Linked DNA regions of Mus musculus: regions 2 and 3 are each linked to region 1. The links are chromatin contacts, called in public HiChIP or PLAC-seq maps. All regions are on one chromosome and are shown on one strand. Each heading gives the region's core, a stretch centred on a gene start, on an enhancer-like site or on the middle of the called end of the contact. The rest is flanking DNA. Distances are from core to core; before and after follow the strand shown.

What was found. HiChIP or PLAC-seq counts read pairs in DNA pulled down with a chosen protein or histone mark.
Region 2: a contact with region 1 is called in an H3K4me3 HiChIP or PLAC-seq map of forebrain, with 4 times the contacts expected there. The contact joins the enhancer-like site here to the promoter of Grk3 in region 1. A contact is called at or near these places in 4 of 39 promoter capture datasets (the 3T3-L1 cell line, cranial neural crest and embryonic stem cells) and 6 of 115 datasets of contacts at active chromatin or transcription factors (embryonic basal ganglia, embryonic stem cells, forebrain and 1 more).
Region 3: a contact with region 1 is called in an H3K4me3 HiChIP or PLAC-seq map of forebrain, with 5 times the contacts expected there. The contact joins the enhancer-like site here to the promoter of Grk3 in region 1. A contact is called at or near these places in 3 of 39 promoter capture datasets (cranial neural crest, embryonic stem cells and hippocampal neurons), 1 of 15 datasets of contacts at CTCF or cohesin (the NIH/3T3 cell line) and 3 of 115 datasets of contacts at active chromatin or transcription factors (embryonic basal ganglia, embryonic stem cells and forebrain).

The regions. Positions count from the first base shown.
Region 1 is chr5:113,013,860-113,017,234 of GRCm38.p6, reverse strand. Grk3 (G protein-coupled receptor kinase 3) reads left to right here and starts at 1,697. Exons shown (of 21, transcript NM_177078.4): 1 at 1,697-1,868. The coding sequence starts at 1,756.
Region 2 is chr5:112,509,109-112,512,483 of GRCm38.p6, reverse strand. The region is part of intron 1 of Sez6l (seizure related 6 homolog like); the gene reads left to right. Among named protein-coding and RNA genes, the nearest start is that of Gm42160, 34 kb to the right of the region's middle. Within about 2 kb of position 1,878, at least 16 of the 459 cell types and tissues checked have an H3K27ac peak or open chromatin away from gene starts, as enhancers often do. A contact at or near this core is called in forebrain, where this site is marked.
Region 3 is chr5:112,550,240-112,553,614 of GRCm38.p6, reverse strand. All of the region lies in intron 1 of Sez6l (seizure related 6 homolog like), which reads left to right. Among named protein-coding and RNA genes, the nearest start is that of Sez6l, 25 kb to the left of the region's middle. Within about 2 kb of position 1,529, at least 60 of the 459 cell types and tissues checked have an H3K27ac peak or open chromatin away from gene starts, as enhancers often do. A contact at or near this core is called in embryonic stem cells, forebrain and hippocampal neurons, where this site is marked.

The DNA of each region.
Region 1 (3,375 bases), core at 448-2,947:
GTGGGCTCTGACAGTTGAACTCAGTTCCTCATTATTATGTGGCCTGCACTTCCCATCCCAAGGTACAGCTCTAGATGCTGCCCTCCCCCTCTGTTTACTCAAAAGAACTGGTCTCATTACTCATGAGGACAGAGCCACAGAAAGCTGGGACCTTGCCCCTGATTTCTCTCAGCCTTTTAGCATAGACTAAAGGTTTGAATGTGGCTGTCTTCATAACTTACTACCTACCACAACTTGGAAAAGGAACATGACAAGACAAAAAAAATCTTACTAGGTCAAAAAGGACCAAAATCAATCAATCAATCAATCAATCAATCAATCAAAAATGGGGAAGGTGGGAGGGTTATTTGTTATCTGATCATCTGAGGATCCCAGATGATTAAAAAAAACAACAACAACATTTTGGAAGAAACAATATTCAGACATGAAGGAGCAATGTGTTTTGGGGGGAACTTACCCCTCTCTCCTCACTGGGTAGACAAGGCATCTATGCTCCCATATTTGGGTGAAAAAGTGAATGGAACTGGCAAATTCAACTGAAGGCTTGGCTCTCCCTGTCTCTGCCCCATTATACAGTGGGCACTATAGCGGTGATGTGGGCTGTCTGTGGCAGACCCAACTCCTTCAGGATGTTCCCACCCCTTCCCACCTATACCTTTTCTAGTCCCTCTAAATACTGTGCCTTGGGGATTGAGAAACTTCTGGTAAAACTAGTCCTTTGGGAAACAGAATAGACAGAAAACAAAAGCAGGAGAACTAATCAAAAAACGTGACTGTAAACCCCCAACAGTTCACTCTAACCCTGGCCAATCCCGGGTTCACAGTGATGTATGGCAATTTGGATAAAGGCCCTGCAAGCTTATGATGTCTGCAGATTTCCTGATCCCTTAACAGGTACCACATGGATTTTGAATGTGGACCCCTGTGCCCAGCTGCAGAGAAATGAAATAGTGACCTAGGCAGGGTTGGGAATTCCCTACTGCCCAGAATCAAGTCTCAGCCCTTCCACTTCCCTGAAAACCCAGGAGGCTCTGCACTCTCATAGGGGCACTTCCTCTTGTGGTTCTTGAGTTGGTAGAGAGCCTGCAGAAGCTAGGATACCTTAACCCCCCCGCCCCCCAACTGGACACACACCCTGAGGCCTTTCACCTGAATGCAAGCCAGTTATGACCTTGAACCTAGAGTGCTTCCATCAACTGGGTCCCCTGGGACAGCGCTGCTCCAGGGCAGGACTCTCACCCCACTTCACCCTGCATGGCGGGAGCCAAGCAACTTTCTCTTCTATGCTGGTGTCTCTTGGCTTGGTTCTCAGAGGGAGGTCTAGGGTGGGGCTAATGGCTGGAGACACCCCCTGCTGTAGCTCTGACCTCTATTTGGCAATCATTCGAAAGAGCAGGTGGGACTACTCCAGGATACCTCTTGAAGCGTCCTCTCCAGGACAGTGTGCTATTGGAGACCTCCTGGAGTGTCCACTCAGTACTGGGCATCTGGACTGTGCTTAGAGAGCTAAGGGTGAGAAAGAGAGGAAAAGGAGGAGAGGAGAGAGAAGAGAGGAGGAGGGAGAGGGAGAGGAGGAGGGAGAGGAAGTCCCTGGTGCCTGAGAGGCTGGGTCAGGAGCGCGTGGCCGCGGACGGTTGGGGGCGCGCCGGGCTGGGGCGCGGAGCCGCGGAAGGGGCGGTGCGTCGGGGTCCGCGTCGGGGTCGCGCGTCGGGCGCGCCGTGGCCCCGTCGGGGCGGCGGGAGCTGCGGAGCCGCCATGGCGGACCTGGAGGCCGTGCTGGCCGACGTCAGCTACCTGATGGCCATGGAGAAGAGCAAGACGGCGCCGGCCGCGCGCGCCAGCAAGAAGGTCGTCCTGCCGGAGCCCAGGTACTGCTCTGGCCCTCTCCGCCCTATCCAGTCTCCTTCGGTTCTTTCCCTCCCTCTCAGGTCCCTTCCGGATCCCTCCTGGTCCTCTCCCTCACCTTCCCCCTCCCCCCCCTCCCCCGCCAGTTCCCTCCAGTCCCCTCTTGTCCCCTCTGGTCCTCTCCCTCCTTTTCTGGTCCGCCCGCCAGTCCCCTCCGTCCCGCTGTCCCAGGCTGGTTGCAGGGCTGTCTGTCTCTCAGCCCCCCTGCCCCTGTCCTCTGGCCCCTTGCAGTAGTAAGTAGACCTTGAGTTCTCAGTTCTGTCACCAGCGCCATTACCTGAGCCACTTTCCTCAACTTGGACCCCTGGCGGCCTGCCCTTTCTGGGAAGGATGACAGGAGAGCCACTTGAGCCTAGCCTGGTCTTGCAAGACTGGAGGTTCCCGCTGCACCGGCTCCGGCTGGCCGCTCGCTGCCAAGTTGCTCTTAATATCACGACTGATTTATTATTGATTTTTCTGAGGTGTGATGGCCTCTTAGAGCTGTACTTGTCCCGGGGAGTTCTAGGCGGTGTTCCAGAGTGGGGCTGTGTGTCACTTCTTAATTGACCCCACTGCCAGTTGCTTAGCTGGTGTGGCTTCCTTGAGTTGATGAAAAAATTGGCTCGGACTTTACAGCCACCCCTGAACCATGCAATTCTGTAAGGCTCTAAACCAAAGCTGCATCCCCTTTCAAATGGTCAAGCGTGACACGCCCATGTGGCGGCAGTGTTACCTACCTTCATGTGAGAGAAAATATACACATTTACTCGTCTAATTTTTTGAGGTCCTGGAGATGGGACCCAGGGCTTCACACACGCCAGGTAAACCGTCTGTCTCCTTAGCAGTATGCATAGCCCTCAGAGAACCTTTCAATACCGAACAATGGTCAGATTATTATTTTTTTTCCCGATCGTGTTTGTGAGCCCCGTGATCCAGGAAACATCAAATCCCCGTGCCGTGTTTGCTAGGAAGAGTCACACTGTACACACAGCTGCGCTGGCTGGGTATTTTTGGCTTGCCTTCCCTTGCAAGCCTTGGCCCTTCGCTGTTTTTTTTGGGGGGTGTGTTGCTCCTTGCGGAGTGGAGCAGGCACAAGGGGACACTTGGGTGGACTGGACAGTGCTTGCCTTCCTGGAGTTCAGCCTGTCTGAGACTCACTGAAAACAGGACTTGATTGAAATCTTCAGTAAGTGGGAGGGACCAGACCCAGGGCTCCCCAAGTCACAACCAAGCAAGCTTCAGTAGAAAACTTTCCCCATTGGGAAGGGGGACATGAAAAAGCTTCATTCCATTCTCTCTTCCCTTCCCTCTGCCCCCACCCTGTGAGGGGCAGGGAATCTTAACTATGTATGGTTTCTATATATAAAACCAACAAATCACAACTCATAGGGAGCTTTATGGGAGAGGGAGTATATAAGATGACTAAAATTAGGAATGTCTGTCCGCTCATCATCATTTTTTTTCTTGGTGTTTTTAACCTAGCTGGGCTGC
Region 2 (3,375 bases), core at 629-3,128, 500 kb after region 1:
ATCAGCTGATGAACGAGTAATGAAAATGTGATACATTTACACAATAGAATATAATTTGGCTGTTAAGAAAAATGAAAATCTGAAATTCACAGGTAAATGGATGGAGCTAGGGGGAAAAAATCATCCCGAGTGAGATAACCCAGACCCAGGAAGACAGAGACTGTATGTTTTCTCTGGTGTGTGGATGTTAGATTCTAAGTTTTATATATGTGTGTTTCATTTCTACACAGAGGTTGGGAACAGAGTTCCACAGAGAGAGAAGAGGGGAAAGAGAGTGTATCCCAAGGAAGGAAAAGTAGAAGACAAAGAGGAAAACAGAATAAGAAAATAATACAAAGGGGTGGAGGAATACTGAGAGGGACAATGAACACTAAAGCCCTCTTGAAAACCCTTATGGGAACCAACTACTTTAAAAGCTTCCTAAAAATGCATACCTATATAAAAGAAATTTAGAATTGCTGTCTAATAGGGGAGACCATGTCCCAACTAAACATCTCATGCCATGAAGTAAAACCTTCAGTTCCTAGAATGGGTTACTCCAGAGACGTCTGTTATATAGATGGTCCCCCAGACATTTAGGCTATTGCCAATGCTGCTGGTTACCCTCCACAGCCTGACGGTAGGCACTGCTCCTGAGGACACCACCTACTCAAGGCACAGCATGTGGAGAAACTGAGCAGCCCTTACTGAGCAGTGCTCATAGTGCTGAGATGCAATACACGCACTATTGAAGAAAAGCAATCATCTGGGTCGCCTAGTGACCTGTCTGTGGGATAATCCCACTGCTGTCATCATGGCACAGATGTTATGGGAGGAACCAACACTCTTGGCTTGGACTTAAGATCCACTGTATAGGATGGAGCCATACATCTCACTGTTACTGGGACCAAGAACTTAGCATTAGTCTTCTATAGGTCTAAATCTCCAGACAGGAGGAGGGAGAGTCATGTCCCTGTCTGAGATCCTGGAAAGTAGTTCCTAGATGCAGAGGCTGGAGCAGGAGCTGACTGGAGGAGGAGAAGGGGGTGGCCTGTACCTTGTTCTCTGATGATAAGGTCTTGCTTCTGATGAGACAAGGCATAGATTCTGGGATGGGCTCTCTATTTCTGTCTGTCTTTATATATCTCTCTGTTTCTGTCTCTCTCTATCTCTCTGTCTGTGTCTGTCTCTCTATCTCTCTGTAGGTTTCTCTCTCTCTCTGCATGCATGTGTATGTATACATGTGTGAGTATATGTATATATATGTGTGTGTGTGTGATTGCATGTTATGAGTTTATGTGTGTATGCATACATATGTGTGTATGTATGTGATTGTGTATTGAGTTCATGTGTGTGTGCATGTGCATACACATGTGTATAAAAGTGTGTGTTTGTATATATGTATGTGTGTGATTATGTGTTATGAGTTCATATGTATTTGAGTGTGCACACATGCGTGCCTGTGAATGTAGAGACCAGAAGTTGCCTTATTAGGACAACTGACATATGTGCATCACGGCACTTGTGTATAGCGATCAGAGGACAGCTTGCAGGAGTTATTTCTCTTCTTTCTCCTCTACTGTGGAGTTTTTAATGATCAAACTCAGGCTTGATGAAGCACCTTTACCAGCTCAGTCATCTTGATGGCCCCCTATGTATCTTGAGACAGGGCCTCTCACTGAACCTGGAGTTCATCAACTAGGTTGATCAGTGAGCTCTGGGTACCCGATGGTCTCTTCCTTCCCTGAGCAGACACATGCTACTGTGGTGGCTTTTATGTGGATGCTGGGAATACAAATTGAGGTCTTCACGCTTACATAACAGGCACTGTACCAACAGCTGTCTCTCAACCCCAGGCTGGTATTGCATATGCTTCGACGTGAGTGAGCACCGTTGGGCTGAGAGCTCAGGATGGGAAACACAGTGATCCTTGGAAGAGCTAAAAATAAGCGTTGGCTCTGGAAGACACTGGGAGTTGGAGAAGCGTTTATAAAGATGGCTCTCTGACAACATCCACTCTGCTTGTCTTTCAATCGTGTCTAAACTGTTGGTTAGCACCAATATGAGCAGGCATGGCGCCCACCCTTCTACAATGCCCAGTAAGATCAAGGCTTAGTTTCTGCTTCCTGAGACACAGCAGTGTGCAGTGTAAGCAGAGGAGGCTGCACAAGTCACTGCAGAGATGCCATCTCAACCCCAGCACGGTCATGGCTGTGACCGTGAGTCAGGCTTCCTAGGAGTGATTCTCTGAGTCCTTACAGGAGCTTGGATGAGACTGGTTCTGCTTTCCCTTTTCATTTGCAGATGGCAAGGTTTCTTGAGGCTGGTGAGGAATGAGATTTAAATCCAAACCCAGTCCCCAGGACTCTGAAGCCTGGCTGTTTCCACTGACCTTGGAACCCCCTAAAGGACTAATTCAGGACTATCGAGCAGACCCACCCTGACCTTGACCCTGACCCTTTCAGCCCCTCTGCTGCCTCCTCCTCTCCCACAGACACCTGAGCAGCGCATGCTGGTGGTTGGCTTCCGAGTTCCAGAGCACAGAACAGTAGAAGAGCTGAGAGGTGAAATCTCTCTACACCTTCCACACTGCCAGGGAGCATCCTGGCTGTGCCTGAGTATACCATCTTACGTTTTCCTCTCCCTCCCCAGTCCTTGGAAACTTCAAACCCCTGGTTCCCCAAACCAGCCAGGGACTAGAGCCATTTGAGGTGATGCTGCTCTTTTTGCCTCTCTTTATTGTTTGCTGGTGTTTGTGGGTGTTTTTTTCACACACACACACACACACACACACACACACACACACACACACACACACACCCTAGTTAGGAAGCAAAGGCTGTCTGTGGGTCCTGCAGTGGCATCAAACAGCAAAGGTGCCCTTCTGACCCTCCACTTCTGCCCATGGGTCACCTCTGCTTTATGTGCCCTGCTCCCTTTTCCTATTTTTAATCTCCATTTTGCAAAAGCTCAGAGCAAATGCCACATACACCCTCATTACATGGGGTATCCCACCCCAGGGGCTTCCCTCGTGTCAGGAGGACAGATAGACTGAGATGACCCCACAAAGAAGACCTGGAAGAAGGTGGTAGAGAGTCACCCCTATGAGGGGTGCAGACCCAGGGGTGGTACTTTGCAACATCCCCCCCAAGCTTCTCAGGACAGACATGGCAACAGCATCTACCTTACTGTGGGGTGTCAGGAACCTCTAATGTGGTTACTTGAAAGTAGCCCCTCCTGCCCATGCCTAGAAGACAGTAGACTTAATTCAGGATGAAGATGTATTGACTGGGAAAGTTGGACTAACACCTGACACTCTGCTGTTATGCTATAAGTGCTGTGAGCAGTCAGCATTGATTAGGCCCTTATTGCATACTAGACATCGTTTTAGGTTCT
Region 3 (3,375 bases), core at 280-2,779, 460 kb after region 1:
CTGAGATGGGGCTGCTGGGGGTTGGGGGTGATGACCCTAAACTTTGATCTCCAGGATGAGGGAGGGGCAGCAGAAGCCATGAGTGCAAAGGGCCTGTGAAAACTGTGAGCTGATGCTGCTGGTGGTGTGAGAGCTGAGGCCGGCAGGGCTGGAACTTGTAGGTGAGGGCAAGTGCATTCATAATTGAGCGGGGAGAAGCAGGCTCACGCGGGGCCTTGCAAAAAAAGAAACGACCTAAGCCCAGCAAAGAAAGAAGCTCTGACAGACGCCACACAGAGTGGGTCTCAGCTCAGTTTTGGAGATTCATTTCAACTGCTTGGTGGAGAGATGCAAACGAGAAGCATCTTCTACATCTCGACGAGGTGGGGGTGGGGGAAGCCATGGCTTGAACTTGTGTGAAGCTGTGCAGACATGGGGAGGAGGCAGGCCGAAGTTAACAGACCTGTTCACGGATACAATATGTGAAAGTATGTTCTCGTCACTGCAGGAACATTGGCCTGATCAGGCTGCCATTGAGTATAGAGAGGGAGACCCGAGAGTCTGAGGAGCTCTTCTCAGGCCTGGGTGGAGAAAGTCAATCCTTAGCCATGCAGCGCTGAACTACGCATGCGCATCTCACGCATGCGCGCTGCATGGCGTCATTCCAACACTAAAGCTTAAGGGGAGGGCTGTGAGCTCCAGGCCAGCCTGAGCTTCCTAGTGAGACCATGCCTCAGAGTGACGAATCAGGGTGCCCACAGATAGCCTGACATGTGGGTACGCACCTCTACCCGCTTTCCCCTCAAAGCCGCTGCAGCAACCAGAATCCCGTTTTTGGATTTTTCCCCCCTCTACACTTGCGTGTTTTGTTTTCTTTTGTTGAGAAAGGGTCTCACTCTGTAACCCAGGCTGAACTCAAATTTCACCATCCTCCTGCCTCGGCCTTCTGACTGCCGGATTGACAGGTGCACACAACCACACCCAGGGCCATCTATCCCTTCATTCCAATTCATCCAATGTAAATGGGCACATGGGAGGGTTCCATGGGAGGGGCCATGGGGGTGTGGGAGGAGCCCATGGGAGGGTCACATGGGTGGGGTTGTGGGCGGGTTACGTGGGAGAGTCACGTGGGTGGTCTGTGGGCGGAAACAGGGGGAGGGACACTGGGGAGGGGCACAGGCTACCCAGTTCCCTGTTAATCCTCACTGTTTAACCTTGGTCTCCACACATAGTGAATGCTCTTTCGTCTCCGCTGGTGTTTATCCCACAATCACCTGTACACATGGCTTTGGCTGCTTGCCAGCTGTTCTGTTCCAATCAACACGGCCCAGTGGGTTCTTGATGGTTCTCTAGCGGGTGGAGACTCTCTCCAGAGGGCTGCATGTACCTCCTCCCTCGAGAAAGAGAGATCTGCAGTTCTGGGGCAAAGTGACCAGAACCATTCGCTGGCGCTGGCATAGGGACAAATGAAAGGCGTGAGTGTTCTGTTATGGAAATGGGGTGGTTGGTGGCCTTCCAGGGAGACCCAATGTCAACTGACTGTGGGAAGAGTTAATAACCACTCCCGGCCCAGCCAACTGGGCTCCGTTGCTAAGCAACTGCCTCCCGGAGTTACATAATATAAAAGAGAAACACTTATTTTTTTCCTAAATGGAACAGGGTTTCTTCAGTAATGGAGGCATTTTCACCTTGATGTTTCCTGTCTCCAGTGGACCTGGTGACTTAGACGTGACCATAGCCTTGGGGTAGCCTTGAAGCTGCTATGACCCCATCTAAAAATGAGCCAGTTCCGAGAATGGAGCAAATGAGACCACTGGGTTTCTTCCTCGTATGTATGCATGGAATTCCCAGGCAACCCATGGCTACATCTCCCTCTGTAGATTCCTGAAAGGGATCAATCGGATGACAGCACTTTGACCCAGCTCAGAGCTGGGCTGCCGCAAAGTGGGACAGGCTGGTGTAGCTCCTGTCACTGGCTGGGTCCTGGCTCCCGGCTCCCAGATACATCCTGAGCAGAGATAAATCTGCCTCTCCTCCGAGGTGCAGTATTAGAGATAGGATGGAGTGAACCACGTGTGGGTCCGTTCACTGTGCACCTCACTGTTCTCTTCTGGGAAATGGGCTCAGTGTGGGTAATGGTGGTATCCTTCATGATCAAACCAGCCTGCAGAGTTGTTCAAGACTGCAGCCAAAATCTAGTGGACAGAAAGCTGAAAGTGTTCGGGCGGGGGGTGGGGGGGAATCCTGTACATGTCCAGTGTCAGGAAGATGAGGCCAAGGACAACAACTGAGCAGGGGATTCCTGTGGTGGCCTCGAGTAGACACGAACTTCTAAAGCTTGTGGGTGGAAGAGATGGCAAGACAAACAGATACAAGATTTGGCAGGCAGGAACCCACCACTGCAACAAAGTATCAGAGACTGAGGTGTTTGTAAACCATAGAAATGAATTTCTCACCCACGCTGGACTGGCGAGGCAAACTTGTGAGCTTCCACAGGACTTTCTCCTTCCAAGGTGTCATGTTACTGCTGTGTCCTCTGGAGGGGACAAGTGCTCTGACTGTTGAAGAAGCCAAAAGGCCAGGGAGGGTTACAATCACCCCTCAAGCCCCCACCCCCCACCCCGCCACTTCACACAGTACTCTCCCATTGGGCCTTGAGTTTGAATTTTGAAGGAACGTTTAAATCATAACAAGAAGGAACTACAGGGTCAGAGCAACTTCTCGCAGCGATGGGACTATGAATATTCATGACAGGCACATCTGATTTGCATACTAGGTAAATGAGGAACTGATTTATAGAAAGCCCTCCCACTGAAGTCTTTTAATTTAGTCATTCTTGATTCTACAAGGAGCTGCAGACGTTTTTAAATGTACAGGTGGCCAGACCCCACCCTGCTAGTGGGTTCTAGAACTTTACCTTTGATTTCCCCCATGACTCCTCCTGCGGGCATGATGGGAATTTGGGTGCTCGAATCAAGATCTCCACCCAAAGCCACACGTGTAGGCAGTGGTGTAGCTGAGACTCAGCTCTGACTCCAGAATCTTACTCTCACATGTTCCAGGATTCTGTTTCTCCAGGCAGACTGAAATCATGAGTTCCCAAACCCTCGGTTCCTTTCCCTGCGCATTTCTAGAATCTTCTTGGAGGGAGGGGGTAAAACAAAAATTCCTTCACAGATAGTGATGGTCCTGCTGACTGTCCTGATGGGAAGGTCAATAGATCTCTAGTGTACTTGAGGTGGCGGTGGGTTGCTCTGCGGTGCCAGTGTGGACAGTCCTGACCCAGCAAGGCGGCTCCAAGCTATCAGGGACCAGGCTCCTACCTCCTTAGCTTCTGGCTTCTTTTCATTATCAAAGACGGTTACTCTAGAACCTTCCAGTCCATAAAAAAGGGTA